Linked DNA regions of Mus musculus: region 2 is linked to region 1. A link is a contact called in public promoter capture Hi-C data. All regions are on one chromosome and are shown on one strand. The core of a region is the stretch at or near the end of the contact, and the rest is flanking DNA. Distances in the headings are between cores, read along the strand shown. Region 1 has its middle 14 kb from the start of Gm35935. Region 2 holds the start of 2900092D14Rik (RIKEN cDNA 2900092D14 gene).

Region 1 (6,017 bases), core at 1,777-4,276:
ATAATAGTGTGGCCTTAGGAACACTTGACAGGATAAAACAAAATAACTTTGCGAAGACCCAACCAATAGGTATATGTTGTACCTATTTGGCTCACCAGTGTTTATCTTATTAGCGTGAGCTATAGAGGGCATATTGATTTATTCCCTCTGGTTGGTAAGTTCCACCTTCTGACAATAAATGCACTATATTGGAAAAGTGCCTATAGAAATTGCAATATATCTTGGAGAGTTATGAAAAAATAGCCATTCTCTAGAAAACTTAAGTATCTACACAGAAATACACACCAACACACACACACACACACACACACACACACACACACACAGAGTCATAGGCATACAAAAATCCAAAGGTACCTGTGGACTTGAGGGCTAGGAAACTACCCTTGTCGGGAGGGGAGTGTGAGGCATAAAAACTATTGAAAATGTCTGTATGTTATTATTTTAATGCTTTGCCTATATGTATGTATCTCTGTATCATGTGCTTTCCTATGGAAGCCAGAATAGTGTGTTAGATCCCCTGGAGATGGACTTACAGACGGTTGTGAGCCACCATGTGGGCAGCCGGAATTGAACCTAGGTCCTCTCTAAAAGTAACAGGTTCATTGACACATCTCTACAGCTCCGCACTCACACCAAACCCTTTCTTTTAAAAGCATGTTTTCAAAATGCAAAGATGTATAAGAGATCGTGAAGATCAGGCAAAAATAATCTTCCCCTTCAAACAAACAAGTGAAATCTACACATGTAGAATTAGTAAGAAAATATTTTTCTATTTGAAAGGTGCAGTGATCTCTGTAGGGTTCTACTAGTCTAGTGTCTGTCAGAGCAATTAGCTCTAATTAGCACATCCATGGGCAAGGTTCCATGAGATGCAAGCATGAGATGGGCAGAAACGATAATCCCCTTATCTCTCTTGCCACTGATTCCTCTTCAAAATTAGATTGCAGTGCTTTGTGGAAGTCTTTAAGGCCATTTTACTGCCACCAGCTGGCTGACACCAAAGACAGAGGGCTGCCCGAAGGAATACCTGTCTGTCCTCTCATGAACCCTCACTCCAGTACTGGGAAGTGAAATTCCACAGAAACAGTAAGGCCATTTACATTCAAGATTGGAAGCTCCTGTGGCTTCCAACGTGTGTGTTACAGTTTGGCACAATAGTGAAATACTCTTGTATGCCTCAGGAAAACAGCTGCATGAGGCAGTCAAGGGGTTTCCTAACTAATGGAGGTTTGCAAAACTTCTACAAGTTTAGTAGCTAAGAACAGTTTTTCTTCTTTTCTATGCTCTGATCTAAGACTATTTTTCATCTTGAATTAGAATTACATCCTGAATCAACATTTAAGCTTAATCTATATAAGAGCTGTTTTTATTAAATTATTATGATTATGAGGATATGATTATGACTGTATAGTATACATTAATTGGATGACATAATATGTATCATGTTTAATATATCATACTGTTTATGAGCTATAATTCTATTAATTTTCTTCCTTAATTTTGATGTTTATCTAATATTCAAATCTTCAAGCAATATTAAATATATTATATAAAATAATTGAGAATTTTGTTCATACAGTTTTAGAATCATTGATATAAACTATATAAATTAGTATAGTAATTTGAGAATAAAGCTTTGATGATTTCTTTTGAAAATGAGAATAGTCACATCTTTGGGAGCACAGTGTGAAAGAGTAAGATGGCACTCACAATCTATGGGTACACCTTTATATTCATTTAAAATCCATTAACATTTTACTTGGGACCAGAAAACACACACACAGTGACAGAGAGGTACATGTATAAATAGGTGTTATATTCACTATATATCCAGGTAGAAAGCATGAACATTTAGACACCTGCATGAAATATGCGCTTACTATTCTATGTAGAATATATAAAGTAATCCATATATATACTATATACAGTAACATATACATAATACTATATATTACATAAACTCTCATATAAACACACATATATAGTGTGACATATGTATACATTTATATAAGAGTATATATTTCTACCTATATGTATAGGTATGTATATTAATACTTTTAGCTTTTATATACTCATAAGGTAGAATTCAAAATATAGCATCAAAATAAGTAAAATATCTAACAGTAACAATATAAAATATTATTTATTCACCTAGCAACTAAAATTCTGAATTCTTGATAGATGTACAATATGGGAGGATTTTTAAGCTATGTTAAATAGTTTATAGCACAGTGGTTACTTTAAAATAGTACACAACTGAAAAGAGATAAAGTTATTTCTCTTATTTGTTCTTATACATTTATGAACAGATCCTGTTTTTCATCCTGATGTGGTATTTCTTTTATAATTATGAAATACTCCTTAAACCCAAAACTCGCAAGAAAAGTAAATTGTCTCAAATTAAATTATGAACAATTTGAGAAACAAGTTGGTAGACAAATGATACACAAAGAGAGAGACACCAGCAAGAAGAAAATCAGAATTGTAGGTCCCTTGGATGAGTATTTATATACACCTCTGAATTTATTGTAAAGACAAGGCATTCCTGTATGGAGGACCTGGCTTGTAAATGTTTAAAAAATGGTATGGTTTTTTTTTTTTTTTTCCTTTTCAAAATATTTAGTGTCTACATTTCATCAGTGAGCCAAGTAAATCATGGTTTCTTCAAGTGCAAGGATCGAAACCAATTACCATTAGTGACCATCGGGTGCAGCAGATCCTTTCTGTCCCGTTGCCTGAATCTCAATGCTCTCCCAAGTGTGCCTGTGCAATTTAACAGGACGATCAATACCCCGCAGCAGTTAGCAGCAGCCCTCTTGAAGTGCTTCACAAAACATGCTACATTTCTCTACCGAATAAATGTCAAAACATTCCAACGGCTACAATTCTTGGGAGAAATCGTTCTTCTGAAACATTATTGACATACTTTAACCCACATTTCCCGCTGCTCGCAGGCGTCCTACTGGTCAGTCAATTCCGATTTGGCAAGAGCCACATCGACACGTGCTCCCGCTGACTTGCTTGGCTGCAGTCAAAGATAGCAGAATCTGGTGGCTAGGTCCTGGGGTTCAAGGGTCAGTGGTCTAACGCTCACCCAAGGTCAAGGTGATGGCAACCCCTCTCCAGAGACTTGGCTTCATTTCTAACCTGCCCTTGAAACTGATCAATAGCATCACAAACCATGCCTCCGGAGCACAAAAGACCATAGGATCTAAACACTGCTATGTCATATCTAAGTAAATCAGAAGCATAAAAGCCATGCAGGGAAATTTAACTTGTCAGTGAAAGGAAAAAGCCATAGTGAAACATGCATATACAACATTATAATTAGTAAAATAATAAATAATTTGAATATATATATATATACACACATATATATGTAAAGAAAAGACATTTATGAAAAATAAATTTCTGAGCTATATTTTTATTGTTCAACTTCAGAAACTTAAGTCTCATGCTGTAACTTCATTGGTCTGAACTTTCTAAAATAAAGGGGTAGTCAGTAGTTGCCAAGACTTTATTTAATAGGAGTGTATGTTCTCCTTCAACCTTAGATTTATTTTTATTTATTTTTATTTTTAATTTTTGTTGTTGCCCATTTCAAACTCTCTGCTACTCCCAGGCTCTCTGTGAATTATTTCAGCTGAAGATGCGCACCTTCCAGATAGCATGGAGAAAAACCGGCCACGTGAAGTATAAACAGAAGGCTGCTAAGCTGGGCCAAGCTTCATTTGGATAGTCACCAGAACAGATAGTGACAGTTTTGTTGGCCTGCCACTGTCTGTTCCAGAACAAGAAGCTGGGGCCTTTAATGACCCCAGCCCAGTCAGGTCACCCTGGAGCCATCCCTACAGCCAGCTAGGTTTCTTTCACAGCTAGTGAGAGCTCTTCCTGCATCTGGAGGTCATGCATATCATTATGGAGAGTGTGTGGTTTTAACTGGTTCTGCAAGCTCTGTTGCACTCTCTAATGCCACTGCTGTGTGGCTTCATGCTCAGCTCCATCTGCCATTGGTCAGGTTAGAATGACAAAGAAAGAGAAGATCTCTCACAGAATCTGAAATGATGTTACCTTTACCTTCTTTGAGCTGAAAAAAAAAATCGCTCAGCGAAGGAAGGCAGTTGATGTGTATTAAGTACACCTATTGAGGCTTTCAGAAGTGGACCTGGAGATACTAGAACTTTTAGTAGTGACTTTTTTTTTTTCAACAAACACTGGTATAGGCAGTCTGAATGACGACTTCTTCATCAATTCATCTTAAAATTATACACTCTTGTAAGCAAAGAAGAGTGTTTTTAGTGCCATCATTAAAAGACCTTGAAGATCAGATACAATGTCCCTACTTTTATCATCATCCTGATCCTTTGTCCAGTATATTCAAGGATATAAATTCAGTGTGTAATCAAAGCACTCAATGTCCCAACGGTAGGCTCTTCAGTGAGGCAGCAGGGACATACAGGACTGAGAAGAATATCACCACCCCCCATACCTGCACTACCTTTAAGTTGCTGCTTCACACACGTTTTGCTGTAAAACGTATTATCAAGACAATATGCAAAACATAAAACTACCCACAAGAGGTTAAAATCCACCATAGCCACAGCCAGGAGAGAATTTACCACATCCTGCCAGACACATATAAAATAGTTTCTTGATTCAAACTCTGATTTCTTACCATTGACCAAAGGTTTAATCATCAGTCAGTGTTCAGTAGCTGTTTTAAAAAAGAATCATCAATAATTTCCTTAAGACAGGTAACAGCTCTTTGCATCTCTTAGGCAAACTGCAGGCCTCATTCCTTAATCTTAGCAAAAAAAGAAAGTTAGACTATTTTAGAAGGTTGTTATAATTAGCCTTTACACACATAAGTGTTTATATTAGCATTTCTAAGTATCTGATGGGAATGATAGATTTCCTCTGCATATGAGACAGAATATACCTTCATCTGTATTGAATGTCAATTAATCCTTACTACCTCCCTCTGAAATTGTTATAATAGTTGTATAAATATTTTTATTCTCTATTAATTTCTTATATGTACAAGCTGCATTTCTTGTATGAGTTACTTTTTCATATCATTTTTAAGTGGGTGTTTGCCTATGCTCCATAAGAGGAAATATAAGATAATTTTTACTGTTTCACTTCTGAGCTTTGGGTTCTCTGAAACCAAAGCCAACAGTTTTGGCACTGTGCTCTTTTAACATTGACTCACCAGGGATATCACAAATGATAGGTTTGCCTAAGCTCCATGGAGGTGGGGGTCAATTTGTGTGTGTGTGTGTGTGTGTGTGTGTGTGTGTGTGTGTGTGTGTGTGTGTGTGTGTGCACAAGATAACTCATGTCTTATTTAGCAGGTTTGGATACAACACCAAGCTAAGGGTGGTTATTATAGCAACTAATAGCACAGTAACCAGAAGGAGTTGCTAAAATTGAAGGGACATGAATTCATTTATCTTTTATTGGATCAATGCTATTGACTAATTGCTGTAATTCCTGTTTCACAAAAACAGGCAAAATGAATAAATAAAACCCACAACTAGAGATGAAAATGTTGGGGAGAATATTTAGCAGGCCATTGATACTGGAAGAAGATAAAGATTACTGCTAAGCCGATGTTCAGGCTTCAGATTTCACCCTGAAGTTTCTTCTCTGTAGTTTTGTGTACATCATATGACTTACTTGAAATTCTTTTATTCCTCTCAGAGATGAACATAACAATGGGCATCTTCATGTGGTAGTGGAGGGAGACTGTGCTCTTGAAGAGGTACATTAAGCAAAGCTAAGGGAAAATGCATACCCATGCTAGGAGGACTTCAGAGATATTAAAACAGCTAAGGCAAAGAGCTTGAAAGCTTCATGAGAGGGAGCAGAAATTGCACACTAAGTTGCTAATGGCAGAGGCACGGGGCTATTCAGCAGTAACAATGACAGCAGATGCCATGTAGCATGCTAGCAAGTTCTGAAGGGAACAAACTATCGCTTAGCATCTCAGCTCCAATAAACCATCAACAATA
Region 2 (6,017 bases), core at 1,954-4,453, 1.1 Mb after region 1:
GGAGCGGAGCGGCATGGCCACGGCGGCTTCTAACCCCTACCTGCCGGGGAACAGCCTGCTCACGGCCGGCTCCATTGTGCACTCGGACGCGGCCGGGGCGGGCGGCGGCGGAGGGGGCGGCGGCGGCGGCGGCGGCGGGGCGGGGGGCGGCGGCGGCGGCATGCAGCCGGGAAGCGCCGCCGTGACCTCGGGCGCCTACCGGGGGGACCCGTCCTCGGTCAAGATGGTCCAGAGCGACTTCATGCAGGGGGCCATGGCCGCCAGCAACGGCGGCCATATGCTGAGCCACGCGCACCAGTGGGTCACCGCCCTGCCCCACGCTGCCGCCGCTGCCGCCGCTGCTGCCGCCGCTGCCGTGGAAGCCAGCTCACCGTGGTCGGGCAGTGCGGTGGGCATGGCCGGCAGCCCCCAGCAGCCGCCACAGCCGCCGCCGCCGCCGCCTCAGGGCCCCGACGTGAAGGGAGGCGCTGGACGCGAAGACCTGCACGCCGGTACCGCGCTGCATCACCGCGGACCGCCGCACCTCGGGCCCCCGCCGCCGCCCCCTCACCAAGGACACCCTGGGGGCTGGGGGGCCGCAGCCGCCGCCGCCGCTGCCGCCGCAGCCGCCGCCGCTGCCGCTCACCTCCCGTCCATGGCGGGTGGCCAGCAGCCGCCGCCGCAGAGTCTGCTGTACTCGCAGCCCGGAGGCTTCACGGTGAACGGCATGCTGAGCGCGCCCCCGGGGCCCGGCGGTGGCGGCGGTGGAGCGGGCGGTGGAGCCCAGAGCCTGGTTCACCCCGGGCTAGTGCGCGGGGACACGCCCGAGTTGGCGGAGCATCATCACCACCATCACCACCACGCGCACCCGCACCCGCCGCACCCGCACCACGCGCAGGGACCCCCGCATCACGGCGGCGGCGGCGCGGGGCCAGGGCTCAACAGCCACGACCCTCACTCGGACGAGGACACGCCGACGTCTGACGACCTGGAGCAGTTCGCTAAGCAGTTCAAACAGCGGCGCATCAAGCTGGGTTTCACCCAGGCGGACGTGGGGCTGGCTCTGGGTACGCTCTATGGCAACGTGTTCTCGCAGACCACTATCTGCCGCTTCGAGGCCCTGCAGCTCAGTTTCAAGAACATGTGCAAGCTCAAGCCGCTACTGAACAAGTGGCTGGAGGAGGCTGACTCGAGCACTGGCAGTCCCACCAGCATTGACAAGATCGCAGCGCAGGGCCGCAAGCGCAAGAAGCGGACCTCCATCGAGGTTAGCGTCAAAGGCGCGCTGGAGAGCCACTTCCTCAAGTGCCCTAAACCCTCGGCGCAGGAAATCACCAACTTGGCCGACAGCCTACAGCTGGAAAAGGAGGTCGTGCGGGTCTGGTTCTGCAACCGACGCCAAAAGGAAAAACGCATGACGCCCCCTGGCATCCAGCAGCAGACGCCGGACGATGTCTACTCGCAGGTGGGTACCGTGAGCGCTGACACACCGCCACCGCACCACGGGCTTCAGACCAGCGTGCAGTGAATGCCGGGGCGCAGCGCGAAGAGGGCCGCCGCCGCCGCCGCCACCTCCGCAGCCGCTGTCAGCACCGCCATGGTCGCCGTCGCCGCCGTCTCCGAGCCGCCGCCGCCGAGAACCACCGCTGCTGCTGCTGCCGCCGCCGCCGCCGTCACCGTCGCCGCCGCCGCCGCTGCCGCCGCGCAGACCCAGCACCTGGCCAGTGCCAGGGCATCTAGGCCTCCTCCCCTCCGCCCAAAGACAGGCGTGCCACGGCCCCAGGAGGGGGGAGGACAGCTGGAGACCGATGAGACTCTTTCTGAAGTCCAAGAAAGGAGGGACCAAAAAAATTTTTAAGCATAATAAATACCAAGACTGTTTTATATGCATATATAACAAACAAAACCGGAAGAGGAAAAGGGGCAACAGGGACATCTCGTTTATACTGTGGTGGTGTTCTGCTTCTGTTTTGAAAGAAGGGTGAAGATGCCTAACGCACCTAAACTGCACACTTGAGGTACTGTCCACACCGAGATGTCCTGCATGGCGTCGTCGGTGGAGAACACCTGCCTCGGAGATAAGAGAGAGACACCCCCCCCCTCTTTCTTCCACTTCTTCCAAAAGGGCTGCCTAAAAGATCCATGGAAACTTTCTTTATGGGGAGCGACCTGAAAAGAAAGACGCACCAGGTTTCCTGCAGGTCTGACTCTGCTCTTGGACAGTGTTTTTCTTGGCCATATTCAAGTCTTTGGGGAACAAATAAATCAACTAAGAAATGGGAAGAAGGGAGAAACAGAGTCTGGGGGGGAAGATTCGCCGCTTCTGAAGTTCACAGACTGAACAAGAAAGCCAAAAGAAAGCATCCTCCGCAGTAAACTTGGAAATAAAAGCATCGCGAAAGAGCCAAGGCTGGGTGAGGCTGAAGGGTAGGTACGTCCAGCCGCAATCCACTAGCGGAGAGGGCACAAAAGCGGGGCCCGGGCCCAGCCTCTGAGACCGCCCACAAGGGCCAGGCCTCCACCACCAAACCCGGGCTTTGCTGACTGCCGCTCGGGGTGGACCATGCCTAAAGATTCCGCCGCTAATATTTTTTTTATTAACATTTTTTATTTTTTATTTCTGGACTGACTCCGATAAAAGGGTGTGGAAAGACAGCACCAACCGCGCACTTCCCTTGACTTCTGCCCTCAATGCGTTGCCAACTTTGATTGAATGGGTGCTGCGGATGTGATTATGTAATACTGCCATTTCCAAGCAGTGTTTTTGGTAGGTTTTAATAAACAGACTTTTCAAATGACGGCAATATAGAATCGTTAGATCCGTTGTTGATCTAAAAATATTTGCTTTATATTTTCATTAAATGACTTCTTTTAATATTTTATTCAAAATACTTATGAACTGCTGCAAAACGGTAATTTATTTTTCCCCAGATCTTGTATTACGTGTTTTTTTCAGACGAGCACAAATCAAAATGAAATGAAAATATGGACAGTTGTTAGGTAATAAGGGTATCTTTTGATGTGATCATTTGATTGTAATTTAATTTGAGTAGTGATTCCGTAAGAGCTGATTGAGAAAATAAATTTGTTAGAATGAAATGGTCTGTGTCTGATGCATAAACACTGTGTGGGAAGAAAAGAATCCTTTAGAAAATATTTTTTTACTAATGCAGACCCTTAAGTCATAGCATTAAGAGAGCGGAGCTTCCCCACGCAAAGGTATGTTTGAAACCTCCAGAACAGGCTAGGGTTGCTAAAAGGAGTTGCTTTAGCAATAGTGGTTATTCACTCCTTGTTGGTCCATAAATTTCACAATATTCTCCTTACCCTCAGTTTCAATGGGTGTCTCTAGTGTTTTTGCTGAGTGATCTATAAATATTAGCCATTTTCTTGAAAGTACCTGTGTTTTGCTACATCACCAGTGAAAATATGCCCACCAGCCAGTCATGGTAAATACAGTTCCTCTTAGGTCAGCCTCTTTTTGATCACCTTGCCTTCCAATATATCCCTGTTTTTTTCTTTCTTCCTTTCTTTTCCTTCCTTCTTTCCTCTCTTTCTTTCTTTCTTTCTTTCTTTCTTTCTTTCTTTTCTTTCTCTTTCTGTCTTTGTGGATCAATAGTTGCGAAGGATAGCTTATAAATTCATGAAATATTTTGATATCAGTTACTCCCCATTGATAACTATGTGTGATTAAATTTCCATTATTAAGCCTATATTTGCTTTTCTTCCTATATTTCTTTCATGAAAGATGATGGTACTGAGCCCTGCTTTGCTCTGTGCTGAGATTGTCCCTAGCGCAGACTCCAGGCTGCCCATTTCTGTGGTTTGGTCCTTCAGAGGCATAGTAACTCTTCATCTTCCTTACCAATGCCTAGGCTTTAGTTATTTTGGTCACTTTTTAGATAAGACCCTGCAGGATGGTCACATTTATCAAGTTGATGCATCAGTATTTACAAGCTGGAAATACAACACCTCAGGGTATGAGAGATAAAGAGGAGAAAGGCTCTGATTGGTTGAGTCCTTGTATTGTATGTGGTTTTTTTTTTTTTTTTTTTAAGTACTTAGGTGGAAAAACAATGATTTTTACACAGGCATTTCCCCCAATCTCAGCTACCATTCACCTTTTGCCTAATCTTTGCTGGCTTCCCCTCCCCCAATATAGATTCAAGGGTTAAAAAATTCTGGGAAACTATGAGGACAAGAAATAGTTTCTCACAGACAGACCCAATAGCACAAATTGAGCCCAGCCAGACAACCATGTATTTGGGTTGCATTATTTTAGATACCAAATTGTAGTAAAAAAAAAAAAAATCACCAGCATTCTGATTCATGAAATCTGGAAAAGGCCATATTTATTAAACAGAAAGACATGAAGGTACAGATAAGAAACCACATTTTATTTTTCTCTTTGCTTTTGTTTTCTGTTTCTCCTGTTATTGTTATCACACTGCCTGGAGTTGGGGTAGGGTGAGAGTCATCATCTTTTTATTTGTTTGTTTTGTTGTTGTTGTTGTTGTTGTTGTTGTTGTTGTTTTAGAGGCTCTGAGGGTAAGCCAAGAAGGCCTCCCTGAAAGTGAGGAATGGGCCAGGCTGTTTGTAAATGGAACACATCACTGGTGTGTGACAGGGATCTTGGTGGGTTTTTGTTTTTGTTTTATTTTTGTTGTTTGATTAAGGGCGAGGTTTTGTTTTGTTTTGTTGTTTGTTTGTTTGATGTTTTGTTTTGTTTTCCTGCTGGAATGGTGGTGCCTGACTAGGAAAGGAATGGGTCTATTTTAAATGCCAGGAGGTATCTGCTTTCTTGATTTAGCTCATGACAAAAGAGCTAATGTTAGATTTTACCCTGTCTTCTATTTGCTGGTTACTTTGGAAGAAGCCCAGATCTATGGGTAGCAGAGTACGTTTTTGATTGAAGAAGATAGGCAAACCAAGCAGTTTTGCTTGTCATTGTGTGTTGTGTAAAGTAAGCTGACGCTTGCACTTTTTGTTTTAAAGTCAATCCTTTGAATGTATTTACAAAATGAAATTGATGGTTGAAACACAGCAGAGAAGATATGAGAGTTTTTGTGCTAAGGCTCATATTGTTACACATGTAAATAATGAACATATTGTTGTATATCACCAGGTCTTTAAAAAAAAAAGAATTTGGTCATTGTGTTCTTATGCAGCACAAATGTCTTGTGCTTCGTAAACTGCCCATTTGTTTCCTCCATTTCAGACTGCCTACTCTTCCCCTTCCAACCCAAAGGAAAGTGACAAAGTTCTGGTCCATCAGCTTGGCTACTTTCAAACTAGGCCCAGTTATAGTTTACAGTAGAGTGTGGCTCCCGAGCCACTATCCAAGCTTTGATCACCCCATCTACCCAATCACCTTCCCCTGACAAGTCTGTACAATAAATAATTCAAGGTGTATTTAAAATATTAGTCACTTTGCTGTTGTTGCTCTGCGTTTTCCCTTCTTAGTATTAGCTAAGGGTTATTCCTCCTCTCTCTCTCTCTCTCTCTCTCTCTCTGTCTCTCTCTCTCTCTCTCTCTCTCTCTCTCTCTCTCTCATTGATCTTAGAGACTCCCTCTGCTTCTTCCTGGCCTCCAGTGTTTGCTCATTACCATACTCATGATCTGGTTTTGTATGAATGGTTTTCAACATTCAGAGAATAATTGGTTCTTATATCAAATGCAGTATATACTATTCATAGTTTTATCAATAAGTGTAATATTTTAAATAATTTTAACAATTAAATTTGTTTTTTAAATTATATATTTGTAAAGTATTTATCCTGTTGGAAGCAACAATATATTGTTGTATTTATTCGTTTATTTTTATAATAAATGATCAACCTCTTCAAGCTAAATCAAAAATGACACTTTTATATATCTATACAAAATGCATTTAAAGAGATGGGCACATATGCACCAATTTGTATGTAAATAGAGTAAGAGCCTACAATAACTTGTAACTTATGGAACTAAATTGAAGGAAGAAATATTCTCTCCACAGGGAGTTTAGTTTGCCCAAGTTCCAGGGTAATTAATCAACT

The links. Promoter capture Hi-C pulls out the DNA fragments that hold promoters and counts their contacts.
Region 2: a promoter capture Hi-C map of liver shows a contact between it and region 1, with 7 times the contacts expected there. The contact joins the promoter of 2900092D14Rik here to the enhancer-like site in region 1. A contact is called at or near these places in 10 of 39 promoter capture datasets (the 3T3-L1 cell line, the C10 cell line, the HPC-7 cell line and 5 more), 1 of 484 Hi-C or Micro-C datasets (cerebellar granule neurons), 7 of 115 datasets of contacts at active chromatin or transcription factors (astrocytes, differentiating embryonic stem cells, embryonic forebrain and 4 more) and 1 of 9 other capture datasets (embryonic tail).

What each region holds. Positions count from the first base shown.
Region 1 is chr1:41,556,430-41,562,446 of GRCm38.p6, forward strand. No RefSeq gene overlaps it. Among named protein-coding and RNA genes, the nearest start is that of Gm35935, 14 kb to the right of the region's middle. Within about 2 kb of position 3,027, at least 5 of the 459 cell types and tissues checked have an H3K27ac peak or open chromatin away from gene starts, as enhancers often do. A contact at or near this core is called in liver, where this site is marked.
Region 2 is chr1:42,697,133-42,703,149 of GRCm38.p6, forward strand. It overlaps 2900092D14Rik (RIKEN cDNA 2900092D14 gene), which reads left to right and starts at 3,204. Exons shown (of 1, transcript NR_027891.1): 1 at 3,204-6,017. It overlaps Pou3f3 (POU domain, class 3, transcription factor 3), which reads left to right. Exons shown (of 1, transcript NM_008900.3): 1 at 1-3,078. The coding sequence starts at 14. The coding sequence ends at 1,507. All of the region lies in intron 1 of Gm46091 (predicted gene, 46091), which reads left to right.